Regions from separate parts of the Mus musculus genome. Here all the other regions are linked to region 2. The links are chromatin contacts, called in public HiChIP or PLAC-seq maps. All regions are on one chromosome and are shown on one strand. Each heading gives the region's core, a stretch centred on a gene start, on an enhancer-like site or on the middle of the called end of the contact. The rest is flanking DNA. Distances are from core to core; before and after follow the strand shown. Region 1 overlaps Gm41512 (a long non-coding RNA gene). Region 2 holds the start of Tmprss2 (transmembrane protease, serine 2). Region 3 has its middle 27 kb from the start of Gm41512.

What was found. HiChIP or PLAC-seq counts read pairs in DNA pulled down with a chosen protein or histone mark.
Region 1: an HNF4G HiChIP or PLAC-seq map of pancreatic cancer cells shows a contact between it and region 2. The contact joins the enhancer-like site here to the promoter of Tmprss2 in region 2. A contact is called at or near these places in 1 of 39 promoter capture datasets (trophoblast stem cells), 16 of 484 Hi-C or Micro-C datasets (the AML12 cell line, colorectal tumor organoids, embryonic stem cells and 7 more), 6 of 115 datasets of contacts at active chromatin or transcription factors (embryonic stem cells, extraembryonic endoderm stem cells, intestinal crypt epithelium and 3 more) and 2 of 9 other capture datasets (adipose tissue and liver).
Region 3: a contact with region 2 is called in an HNF4G HiChIP or PLAC-seq map of pancreatic cancer cells. The contact joins the enhancer-like site here to the promoter of Tmprss2 in region 2. A contact is called at or near these places in 7 of 484 Hi-C or Micro-C datasets (the AML12 cell line, liver, trophectoderm and 1 more), 7 of 115 datasets of contacts at active chromatin or transcription factors (embryonic stem cells, extraembryonic endoderm stem cells, intestinal villus epithelium and 3 more) and 2 of 9 other capture datasets (adipose tissue and liver).

What each region holds. Positions count from the first base shown.
Region 1 is chr16:97,663,585-97,667,254 of GRCm38.p6, forward strand. Gm41512 (a long non-coding RNA gene) reads right to left here. Exons shown (of 3, transcript XR_876311.2): 2 at 3,372-3,632; 3 at 1-2,521. Among named protein-coding and RNA genes, the nearest start is that of Gm41512, 5.3 kb to the right of the region's middle. Within about 2 kb of position 2,162, at least 46 of the 459 cell types and tissues checked have an H3K27ac peak or open chromatin away from gene starts, as enhancers often do. A contact at or near this core is called in colorectal tumor organoids, extraembryonic endoderm stem cells, intestinal crypt epithelium and 4 more, where this site is marked.
Region 2 is chr16:97,609,647-97,613,558 of GRCm38.p6, forward strand. Tmprss2 (transmembrane protease, serine 2) reads right to left here and starts at 1,549. Exons shown (of 14, transcript NM_015775.2): 1 at 1,373-1,549.
Region 3 is chr16:97,641,791-97,645,775 of GRCm38.p6, forward strand. It overlaps a transcript of Tmprss2 not described here. Among named protein-coding and RNA genes, the nearest start is that of Gm41512, 27 kb to the right of the region's middle. Within about 2 kb of position 2,176, at least 18 of the 459 cell types and tissues checked have an H3K27ac peak or open chromatin away from gene starts, as enhancers often do. A contact at or near this core is called in intestinal villus epithelium, pancreatic cancer cells and uterus, where this site is marked.

The sequences.
Region 1 (3,670 bases), core at 912-3,411, 55 kb after region 2:
ACTGGCCCAGGTAGCTGTGATACCCTGAAGAATCTAGCCTATCTGAAGGGATCCTAAACTCACAGAAACGTAGGTAACTGATGTTTAGAGCCACTTGACTGGGGTAATCTGTTACACAGCTGTAGCTAACACATACAGAGCCTATCATAGGCCCTCTGGATCTCTATGGGTAGGTGGAAGTAAAACATACATAGCCTCTGAAGCAAAGGCAGGATCTGGTCCTCTTCAGAGGCATGTGTTCCACTGGGTCACAGTGCCAGGGGTACAGGGCACTGAGGGGCTGGTACCTACTCTGTGACCTGGCAGCCACACAAAGCTGGATATGAAGGTGATCTGGACACATGAGCAGAGCTGGTGTTTGTCCCTGAAACATCAAATTGGCCAAGTCTTCAAAGAGCTACATCTCAGAGATCTATTCCCCCAAGGAGCTCTCCACAGGACCATCCCAACCTCCCTTGAAGAGCTTGATCTCATGGGACCTCCCCACACTAAGCACTTAGAGAGCTAGGTTCTATGAGACTTCCCCACACTCAATGCCCGAATACCTGTGTCCCATGGACCTTCCCCACACTCAGCACCTAAAGAGCTAGATCCAGGCACAGCGTCTCAAGAGTTCATCAATGTATGGACCAGGTCCCTCTGGATGGCTAGTGCCTGGAGCCTACAATGGTCAGTTTCTATGAATCTCTCACTCCAGTTAATTGAGCCAGGCTGCACTGCTTCTGTATGGCTTGTCTCCTTGCTCCATCCATAAAAAGACAGCTACGTAGGGTATGTTCCATCTGACATAATAGACAGGATCTTGGGCAAGAAGAGGAGCTGAGCAAAGATGGAGCTATAGTCTCCCTGTATGGGTGAGCCAGCATATGAGGGCTTGGTGCTGGCAGCTAGGTTGTAGGTTTGGCATTTCATCTTATCCAGCTGGTATGAGACCAGGCAAGCCTTTAGGGCATGGGTTATGGTAGCTATCTGAACATCTGACAAATAAACAGAGAAAACAAGCATAAGGAGTGTTTCCGGGTTTATACCTCAGCTCTGCCTTAGTCATCCACTGGGTATCTCTGGATCTGAGCAGAGTGCTGGCCACTATACCAAGCAGACTTACCTGCAGCACTCTGCTACTGGAGCAAGCACTACCTGAAGCCGGTCACACACTCAGCATCTGTGTTCCTGAGCTGCCTCCTCAAGGTTTAAAATGTCTTCAAAGACTTCTATCTCATCCTTGAAGACCATGGAGTATGGAGATGTGTTACACATTTGCTTTAAAATAGAAAGAACCCTGTGGTCCATGAAATAATCCATGTAAGAAGACTTTTCTTAGGATTACTATTGTGATGAAACACGATGACCGACAGCCCCCAAGCCAGTAAGTTCTGGCGCTGATAGTGGTTTGGAGATGGGAACATCTGCCCTTTCCTAAAGCAGCTCACTGGGGTGCCAGCCCCTGGCATGGGGCTTTCAGACCTTACCTGGGGACTGAAGTGGCAGAGGAAGTGAATACCTGGTCCAGTATTCACAATCTTCCCTAAGCTCCCTAACCAGGTAGCTTAAGCCATCTTTCTCCTTCCTCTCTTCCTACCATGGTCCTGATACCTGAAAGGAAAAGTCTAGACTCTTTTGGTAGTGATGCAATGACATGCTAATTTCATACTCAGAAGTATTGACAGCAAAGCTCATCCATTGAACCCAGAAGGGGACATCATGACATTGTCCAGGCACCCCTGTCTACCCTGTGCATTGGGGACTGGGGTGCTCCCTGGGGAACTCCCTGGGAATTCAAGGCAAACTGTGTGTTTTGGTTCAGAGAGGCTGAATAACTGCTTAGGCAGGTGACAAGTAGCTGCAAAAACCTGGAAAGAATCCCAAAGGTGATGCTACTAAAGTTGCAAATGAGGACCAAAGCCAAGCCAAGAATAACATAAAGTTGTGTGTTTCTTCTTGAGTACCAGACCAGTGTCACTTAACCCTCTATGGCCCTGGAGAAGAGTGTCAAATGGCCCCTTCTTACAGTTGAGGCTGCAGGGTTATTAAAAGGTTCACAGCTAAAAGGTTGAGTTGGGTTCATGACCTCTGCGGAGACATACCACACCACACCACACCCTACCCCACCCTACTCCTGTGCACCCAGCTCAGTCCCTCCCCAGTGTGGAATGGTGGCCCCAGGCCAGACAGCAGCAGACTCCTTGGTGAACTAGCAGTGCTGAGCCAAAGCAAGCAGCCTAGGTCCCACAGTGTATGTGTAGAGAGACCTGGGGTTTTTTGCTATCTCTGGTAAAGGAAGACAGCTATCCCCCTGAGCAGTCCAAGGCTGGGTTCTCAGGAATGACTTACCTTTCCCTGCAGAAACATTCTTGATCCAGTAAATGTCTACACAGAGGCAGAGGGGTAGTTACTGCTCTTGTCCTACAGTTCAGGCTTACAGTTGAAGTCCTAAATCCCTGTGCCTGTGGAGGTGACCTCGTTTGGAAATAGGAAGGAGTCAGTTGATATTAGATGAGGTCAGGCAGAAGTGAGGCAGGTCCTACGAGACAGAAATCATGGAGGAGGCTATGTGCAGATATAAGCGGAGACTAGGATGATATTACTCCAAGCCAAGGACACCACAAGCAATACAGAGGTGAGAAAGGGACAGGAGGCAAAGCCACCTTTGGTCTCAGGCTTCCCACCTCCACCACTGTAAGAAAACACAGCTGTGTAGTGGAAGGTGGATGCCTACAGCTTTTATTGAGCTAGCACCAGCATTGCAGGCCCCTGCAGGAGCAGAGAAAGGAAGAGAAGGGAACTTAAAGTGAACTTGATGGTGTGACCAGCCACGACTGACATCAAGGAGGTGGAGGCTGGAAGCAGAGGCCATATTTAGTCACCTAGAAGAAGCGAACTTGCAGCTTCTGTCCTACCCAGACCTCACTCCTGAACTCTGTGTCTACTGAACATTTCCTGTAAGGATCCAGACAGCACCTCACATTGCATCGCAGGAACTGAGCCCTGCCCCCCCCCCACACACACACACACACTCCCGTGGTTGTTCCTTGCCCTCTTCTTGCTGCAGGTGACCATCAGGCTCTTGGAACAGATTTGGCACCTGCCCAGCTAAGGTTTCATTCCCGGGTCCCATTCATGGCCATATAGAGGGGAGCATTGCCGGTTCTCAAATGCTGCCTCCTTCATCTCCAGACTCCAACAAAGCAGGCCTTCCTTGTCATCACTTGAGACTGCTACCCAGCTGCCCACATGCCCTGTCAATGACTGAGAAAATTCACATTTATCTAGTAGCTCAACCCACTTTGGTTCCCCCGTTCTTCAGACAAATCCACAGTGAATGTCCATTCTGGCCACACTCAATCCCTCCTTATGCTCTCTGAGGTGCCTACCTGTCCATACAGGATGTATTTAGTCAGCAAACCTTATGTATTCTCTCCCTCTGGCCTACATTCTATCCTCTGTCACTGTGACCTGCTTCAAGAAGCATCCTGAAGCCTATGGAGAATGGGAGGTACCCTTCTGCAGGCATTTCCACAAAGTGCTCACGGGTTGTCCTTGTATGTATTATTGCCTGTCATTGAACTTCTGATCCCTGCAGGCATGAACAGCAGCTGTGCTTATCCAAGCTTGTGGATGGTCCTGGGGTGGCCCTGAAATGGGAACCAAGAAAGCCAGTAAACAAAGAGAC
Region 2 (3,912 bases), core at 299-2,798:
CTTGCCTGCCTGGAGGTCCTTCACCACCTACCGCTGCAGTAGCTTAGTAGCCTGGGATCTTTCGGTCCCTGTGTCCTCATGAAACTGCCCAGCCCCTACCCCTAGCCTTCCTACCAGGAAGGAAGCTGTCCTTACCCTCACCAGCAGGAGAATCTCTCCCCTCCTCCCAAACCAGGTAAACAACCCCCACCTCACTTTGGATTTTACACCTTGCAAGTGGCCTGCCCTTTGGAACTTTCCACAATGCCTGGCTCTTGCCCACTGAGTGTTGAAGGAGCCAATTCTAGATGGCTTATCTTAGCCCCAGGACTAAGGTAAGCATTTGCATAAAAGGTCTGCAAGCCCAACCTTGTGGGGATCCCTGCTTTCTTAGTACATTTAAGGTGTTCTTCTCCCTTAAATAAGCTACTAGAGTCCTTTGCATGCTCTGAACTGAATTAGGGGCCATTGTGAAGGTACCTGGGCTCCTAGCAACCAAAAGCCCAGCCACAAGCCACCCACATCCTCTGGGGCATGGACACACAAAACTTTCAGACCATGGGACAGTTAATCTCTTCAACTGGACTCGCACACCGCGTCCTCTGCCAGCCTAGTACGTTGGGTCACCCTGCCACTGCCCCAAGTCCCAATTAAATGCCCAGGTGGTCACCCTTTTTCCCAGTAGACAGCTCGCCCTTGGCAGCCCGGCCTGCTGCCCCAGGACCAGCTCCTCCAAGGCCCATTCCAGTGAATTCTCAAAGCCAAGGCGGGCCCGCACCGTCGCCTCGGGTCACCGCACGCGATGGCTGAGCACTCCCTTCCCACAGGTGACGGACAATTCCCGTCTTGCCAAGGTCCCCAGGGCCCAGCAGCGCCGCCTGTATCGGCCCTTGGCATCTTAGCCAGTTTTCAGTTTCTCTCCACCTCTGTAGAGACCAAGGAGCGGAAGGAGTTCAGGTAACCAGCCCGACTGCCGAGATTTTCCCGAAACAAAGAGAACTGCGGACAAACCTCTAGCTCTGCGCTCTAGGAAAGGATATCAGCACGTGACGCGAGCCAAGGGCTTGCTCCACTGAAGGACCCCGGCCCCCAGGAACTCTCTTCTCCAAGCTATTAGTCAGGGATCCGCAAGACCACAAGCCAAGCCGCTCGAATCTATAGAGTTGATCTGGGATCTCTGCCGCGCGTCACGGAATCGGGGTCGTCGGGACCCCTTCCCAGTCCCCAGGACGTACACTCGGGCGAATCAGTCAGACGGTCGCACCTGTAGTGCCTTGGCCTCTCCTAACTCACTTGTACCCTAGACGCCCAGGCCCGGCACCGCCGGACGGACCCAGGTCACCCCATTTCCTTTTCTGTGCCGGGACCGGAGCTTGTCAGGCGCGCTACTCACCTGTTGCGCTTCCCGCCCCTCTCCGCCTCTGTCCGAGCTCTTGGCTTCCTCGTCCGCTCCAAGTACACGACCTACTCCAGTTCTCGCTTAAATCTCCGGAGGCGGCGTCCCGGGAGCCAGGGTGACACCCCTAAACGCAGGCACCTCGGCCAGAAGGAGGGAACGGCCAGGAAAGGCTGTCCAGGAGGGAGGAGGAGGAGGAGGAGTTTCCCCGAGGGAAGCCCAGGGAGCGCTCCTCCCCTAGCACCGAGAGATCAAACTGGACTCTAGGCATTCCCCTAGCAGCGACCCGCCTCCGGACCAGCGGACCCTTGAGGCCCAGACCCATGGGAACTCCAGGGTCCTGCTGCGACGGGTCTTTGGACTGCACTATTAAAGAAGTAGGAAGCCCCAAGGGAGCGCTAACCTGGTCCCTTGAAAGTCTGGGAGTGGCTACATTCCCAACTCCGACAGGCTCTGTCTGAGCTGTGGACACCAACAGGGCACATCTTTTAAGCGTAGGTGTTTCAGCTCCTGGGCCCTCCCCTGTGAGCACAGGCTTTCCTATTGAAGAAAATCCCTTGGGTCAGAAGTCCCCATTCCCAGCCTCCAGCTCCCAAAGACTGAGGTGTTACTTGTACAGAGGATCGGGCAGAAGTCAGAGGACAAAGAAACTGCAGTCTACAGCAGACCTGGTCTTCTGCTACTTGACAGACTCCGGAGACATCCGGCCTAAATAAGGCTCTAAGAGACCAGAGTAGTCGTCCCAAGCAGCGCTCTCTCTGCCAGCGAGCACCGAGCTGATGATTTTTCTATTAAAGCTGCGCCTGTTGTCTGGGGCAGCTGCAACTACAAAAACAGAATAACAAAACTAGAAGAAAAAAAGAAAAAGTAAAAAAAGTCCTCTTTGTAAAGGTGTCTGCACCGGGAATATGCTGCTTGATAGGAACTTTTATTTATCTCCCCAGGTTTTCCCCTCTAGCCCCTCCCCGTTTGCTCCCATGGACCCCCATAGTTTACCTTCACAATCTACCGAAGAAGTAAATCACTTTTTCTCTTTATCATCTGGTGGAGTGATAAGCCTAGGTCCTTGGACAATTTCACAGTCTCGGATCAGTTTTTCTATTTTGAGACAAGGTTTTACTGTGTAGCCCTGGCTGTCCTGGAATCTACTCTGTAGACCAGACTGGCCTACCTCTGCCTCCCACGTGCTGGGGTCAAAGGTGTTCAGAGCAAGAAGGGCATTCGAAGTGGAGAATTTTATGGAGTTTTGCAGGGCCTCTCTCCATGCCCACATGAATTAAAATGATCTTTCTTCTGGAGAGCTGTTGTGTCATTTTAAAAGAATAGATTACCCATGATTCAAGAGCATTTTCCCACTTTAGTAACAGGCACTTATGAAGTATTGTTGCCCTAAAACTCTCGTTGCATCCACACGACACACAAGTCAACACAAGTTGTTTTAACTCAAAATAGAGGCAGAAGAAGAACATTAGGAATGTGCTAGCGCACCATGGCTGCTCACCCTGCGAGCCTTTCCTGTCTTCCCCGAGACTCTTTTCCCCTCCCACTCTTCATCGGTCCTGTCTGGAAAGGTGCTTAACATGCATGTTTGTAAAGTTATATCTGGAAGAGATCAGCCCTAGACCTGGTGAACTTGAGGCAGGATAAAGAGACAATAGAAGGCAAAGAAGCCCCTTCCTTTGGGGTACAGTGGATTGAAATCTCTCTCCAGCCAGTCAAGAATGCCACACACTTGACAGTCATCTGTGGATATGCCTGTGTAGCTGATGGTTTTTTGATAGGAAGGTGTTTCAAATAAGAATGTGAAAATAGCAACGGATCATGATTAGGGTCTGAACTTGTGAGGTTGCCTTATTTCTTTCCCAGATGTAAACCTGATCTTTTTTTCACCCCCTTTTCTGGTAACCTCACAAACAAGACTATAAACTTTAGTTTTCTTGTTAAAATATCTTGACTTCTGTGCAACCTGTGACCAAGAGTTTTACCATATGAGCTGCAATCCATAGGCACCTCAGAAGCCAACTAATGTCACTGAACTTCCTTAACAGCCCTTTGAGGTGTAACTCCAGAAGTCACTAATATTGTCTATTATGACTGTTGTAAAAGCTCTTAAGCTTGACTCTCTCCAAGAAGCCACACCCATTCTTGAGTGTTTTATTGTCCTTTTCCCTAAGTGTGCTCCCTTCCGTCATCCTTAACCCCTGTGCCTCAGTTAGGGTCTCACACAACCAAAGCTGATGAACTCACTCTGTAGGCCAGGCTGGCCTCAAACTCAGAGGTCTACCTGTTTCTGCCTCTCTAGTGCTGGGATTAAAGGCATGGGCTACCATGCCTGGCCGTGACCTTGACCTTCTTATCTTCCTTCCTGTACCTCCTTACAGGTGTTCTAGGTATGTACCTCCACCTTACCCTTTTATAATGTGATGTTGAAGGTTCCAGAGCTTCATTTACATACACGTTAGGTAAGCAGCCTCCCTTATCACCTGCACTACATCCCCAGCCCTAAAAAGGTCTCTTATAAAAAACTCCAACTTTAC
Region 3 (3,985 bases), core at 926-3,425, 33 kb after region 2:
TCATCTGAGTACTGAGATCACAGGTGTGCAGCACTAGGCCTGGCTGCTCTCTCCTTTTTTCTCCATGCAATCTTTCTACATTAGGGCTTTGTAGATTTGGTCTGCTCCCACCAAGAGGAGAGCAGGGGGTGGGGGGTGGGCTCAAGATAGTTTCAACCACTGCTCCCAAAATAATTCAGGCAGAGGAGGGCCTGGGATCTCACTTCATCCTCTAGAATATACAGATGGAAGTTCTGTTAGGCCAGTCACCTCAGCAGGGCTTACAGTCACTGTGGGCCGTAGCTGGAGCCATCAAGCACAGGATAAACAAAGTACATTGCATTTTGTTTGACATGTAATGCTGACAAAGCATTAGGGTTTTTACACACACACACACACACACACACACACACACACACATACACACACACACCTTTAAAAAATACAAATTATAACAAAGTAAACACCTGCTCAAAAGAATAAAAGAGGTGTCCCATAAACCTCTGTTCATCAAGATATTGTTTCAGAACCCTCTGTCTCTCTAGGTCACCAGCAGGTAGGTGAGTGACAACCTAGCCTATTGTTTCAGCAATAGCCCTTGTGAAGGAGCCCACCCTGCTCTGCACAAGTGGCCCAGTGTTCTCTAGCATGGCCATCACCTAGGCTGATCCTGGCAGAAGTAAAGACATTTCACACAAAGACCCTAGTTCCCCTCATTTCTATTCTAAGAATGTTGTGATGGGACCCTAAGGAATTGAGATTTCCCCAGTGTAGTACTGGGAGAAGAAAAAGAGAAGAACTTGTCTGCCAGGAAGAATTCTCTTCTAGTGCTGACAATGGGCACAATGACTGCAGGGGAGAAGAGACTGGAGACGGATTTGTGACCTAGATGGGTCAGGGAAGGGCAGGACTACACCTTGACCAGACCTGCTTAAATTTGCCTTCTATTTAAACCTAGACCTCATGTCAGGGCCCTGAAGGTGAACTTGGGAAGTGGTCACTGGCCCTTTATTTTTGCCTATTTCTAAAGCAAGAAGGTTGGGAAATCTTCAAGGTTTCAAAGCCCCTGATGGGTAGCAGGGACAACAGTTGGTGGAAGAGGGTGGGGTTCTAGAGGAAGGTAAACTTCCTGACTTTTTTACAGTCTAGAAATCTCCATGATCCCAAGTGGGTCCTAGAGGACAAGACCCAAAGGTGAGGAAGAAAAGAAAAAAAAGGAAAGGATGGGGGAGGAGGGGAAGGAAGAAGAAGATACGCATGGGGAGAGAAAGAACAAGAGGATGGTTATAGAGGAGTTGCAGATACCATATGCTATCAAGAAATATTTGGCAGGAAATGTAGGAAAGACCTTTGGGAATTGGAGAGAGGGACACACTTGTGAAGGGGTTAGGGGAAACAGAGGGGCCACAGCAAAGAAGGATCTGGGGTGGCAGGTCTGACAGGTAACTGGCATATTTCACTGAGGTAGGGAAATGAAAGATATGGGCCCAAGATTCTCCAGGGATGCCCCAGGCAGCCCAAGAGCTGGGTGGAGTCTGGAGAGGATTCTACACAGACTGACTGAAGGTATATCTACCTCATCTACCTCCATACTCAAAGACATGAGGTCAGGAAATGGTGGGAGGGTGGGGATAGTGCCAAGTCTTGTCCCTCCACTTTGAATATCCTTCTGGCCTCATGTTTCCAGGGACAGGAAAAGCAAAAGCAAAAATTAAAAAAAAAAATTAAAACCAACTAAACAAACAAAAAATAACCACAACAAAGAAAGCGACTTCAGTCTTTTTTCTTCCTATCTGATGTGGACTTTGAGCTTAGGAATTATATCCTTTGGGAAGACCTGAAACATTTGCATCTTAGTAGCCTGGATATGACAGTTTTAAGCATACCAGGTAGGGAGAAGCTATGAGGTTGGCCCTGCAATAAAGTGTGGCCCTGTCACTTGACTTCCTCAGTGACAGATTTCCCTTAGGACCAGTTTCCAGATGGAAGGGAAAGACTGCCCTGTCTGAGACGCCTGTATTCTACCTTCTGTGCTCCACCATGTTTAATGAAACTTCTTGTTTCTTGTGGTGTCTGGCAAGCAGTGAGGCACTTGTTCCGGGAACATAGAACAAAGGGACCCTCCCAAAGGCCTGGCTGTTTCCTTGTTTCTAAGTCTTTATTGATTTTTTTTTAATTACAGCTTTCTTTTCAAACAACTGGAGGCTCTTTAGTGCAGGGCATACTTCCTGGCTTGTCCCTTGGCTGTTACCCCACCTTCTCTCATGTGTCCCCATCTCCAACAGCTGGAAAATAAGCCACCTGGATTTCCCGACATCCCCAAATTTCTGAGTCAGTACAGAACCCTCTTCTAGTGTTCATTTTTTCCATACGGGGCACTTCAGCCTACCTATCCACTTATCTGTTCAACCTCTGTCGTCTTCTCCCTCTCTCCACCTCCTCCACTCCCCATTTCCTTTCTTTCCTACATTTTAAAAAATATTTTAATGACTTATTTTATGTATATGTGGTCTATCTGCATGTACACCTACATGCCAGAAGAGGGCATCAGATCTTACTACAGGTGGTTGTGAACCACCATGCGGTTGCTGGGAATTGAACTCTGGACCTCTGGAAGAGCAACCAATAATGCTCTTAACTGCTGAGCCAACTCTCCAGCCCTGCTTCCATACTTTTGTCTAAAAGTGCTGGGGATGCGGGCTAGATCATGCTGGGCAAGTGCTAATGCTGGGCAAGTGCTCTCTGTTTGGGCTGCACATAGCTCTCTTGCCTTCTTCTCCCAGAGTGTTGTTCTGGATCTCTGACAATATTTTTCAAATGTCAGTATTAAGACAAGACTTTTCCTGTCCTTAAACTGAAAAGAAAGGTGGCCTTTCATTGCATCTCTGTTGCCCTCCAGCTTGTCACCTTAGCTGTTCCCACCTGAGGCTGTGTTTAGAATCAGCACAAGGTCCCTGCTTGCTACCTGGTCCTCTTTAAACCATATGGAAAACAGTATTGCTTCTGGAAGGGAGCCATTTACTGTACCTGGACCTTAGAGATGTCATCAGCATAACAGCACAATGAACTGGCCCATCCCATGAAGGACTGTGTATGTTCTGGCAGGAAGCCATTTACTGTTTCTGAACCTTAGAGACTATTAGATAGTGTCATAAGTCACTCACACAGCTGCCACAATGTGGTTACTGTCTGAGAACCAGGATGTAACTGGGAGTTAGCAGGAGGTTTGATCTGTCCTCCAGTGTCCTATTCCCTGGATGCTTGATGGCTCTAGTAAGGTTTCCTCATAAGAACAGTCTTTTCAGGCCACTGCCATCCCAAGTCCCCTTGATTCAGGAAACTTCCTGGAACAGAGGAGCAGATACTCTTTCAGGCCAGTGACCTGACCTTTGTCCCACTGTCTTACAGTGTATTTGGAATATAAACATTTGGTTCCAAGCAGTCTGAGACTGTAAGCCAGCTGTAAGCCCATGACAGCTAAAAATCCCAGCATTCGAGAAAAAGCTCAGAGCCAGAGTGGGACATCAACACTTATACAGCTCTTCTACAAAATGCACATCACCTGGAAACAGCAGGTGACTCAAATCCAAGGTCCTCTTACCACTCACAACCCAGTTTTCCCCCAAAGAGGCTCAATCAGATATTGTTCCATCTTCAAGGGGATGGAACAGCATTGCAACCAAGCACAGCTTACAAGCTGGACCAAACAGAGCATGCTAAGGAATGGATGAACCTTGGACACAGTCTGCAGGTGACATGGTATCACCTACTATTCTCATTTTTAGTTTTTGATAGTGCCCAGGGGCCATGGAAATGCTACCTTGAGGGAATCAGAGCTAAGAATGCTACCACAACCCTTAGTCAGGCTGCATTTAAAAATTCAAAGGTAAGACATTAAGGGGCCTGGAGAGGTTACTCAGAGGTTAAGAGAACATGCTGGTGCTGCTCTTGCAAAGGATGTGGGTTCAGTTCTCTGCATACACACTGCCGGCAACTCACAACCACT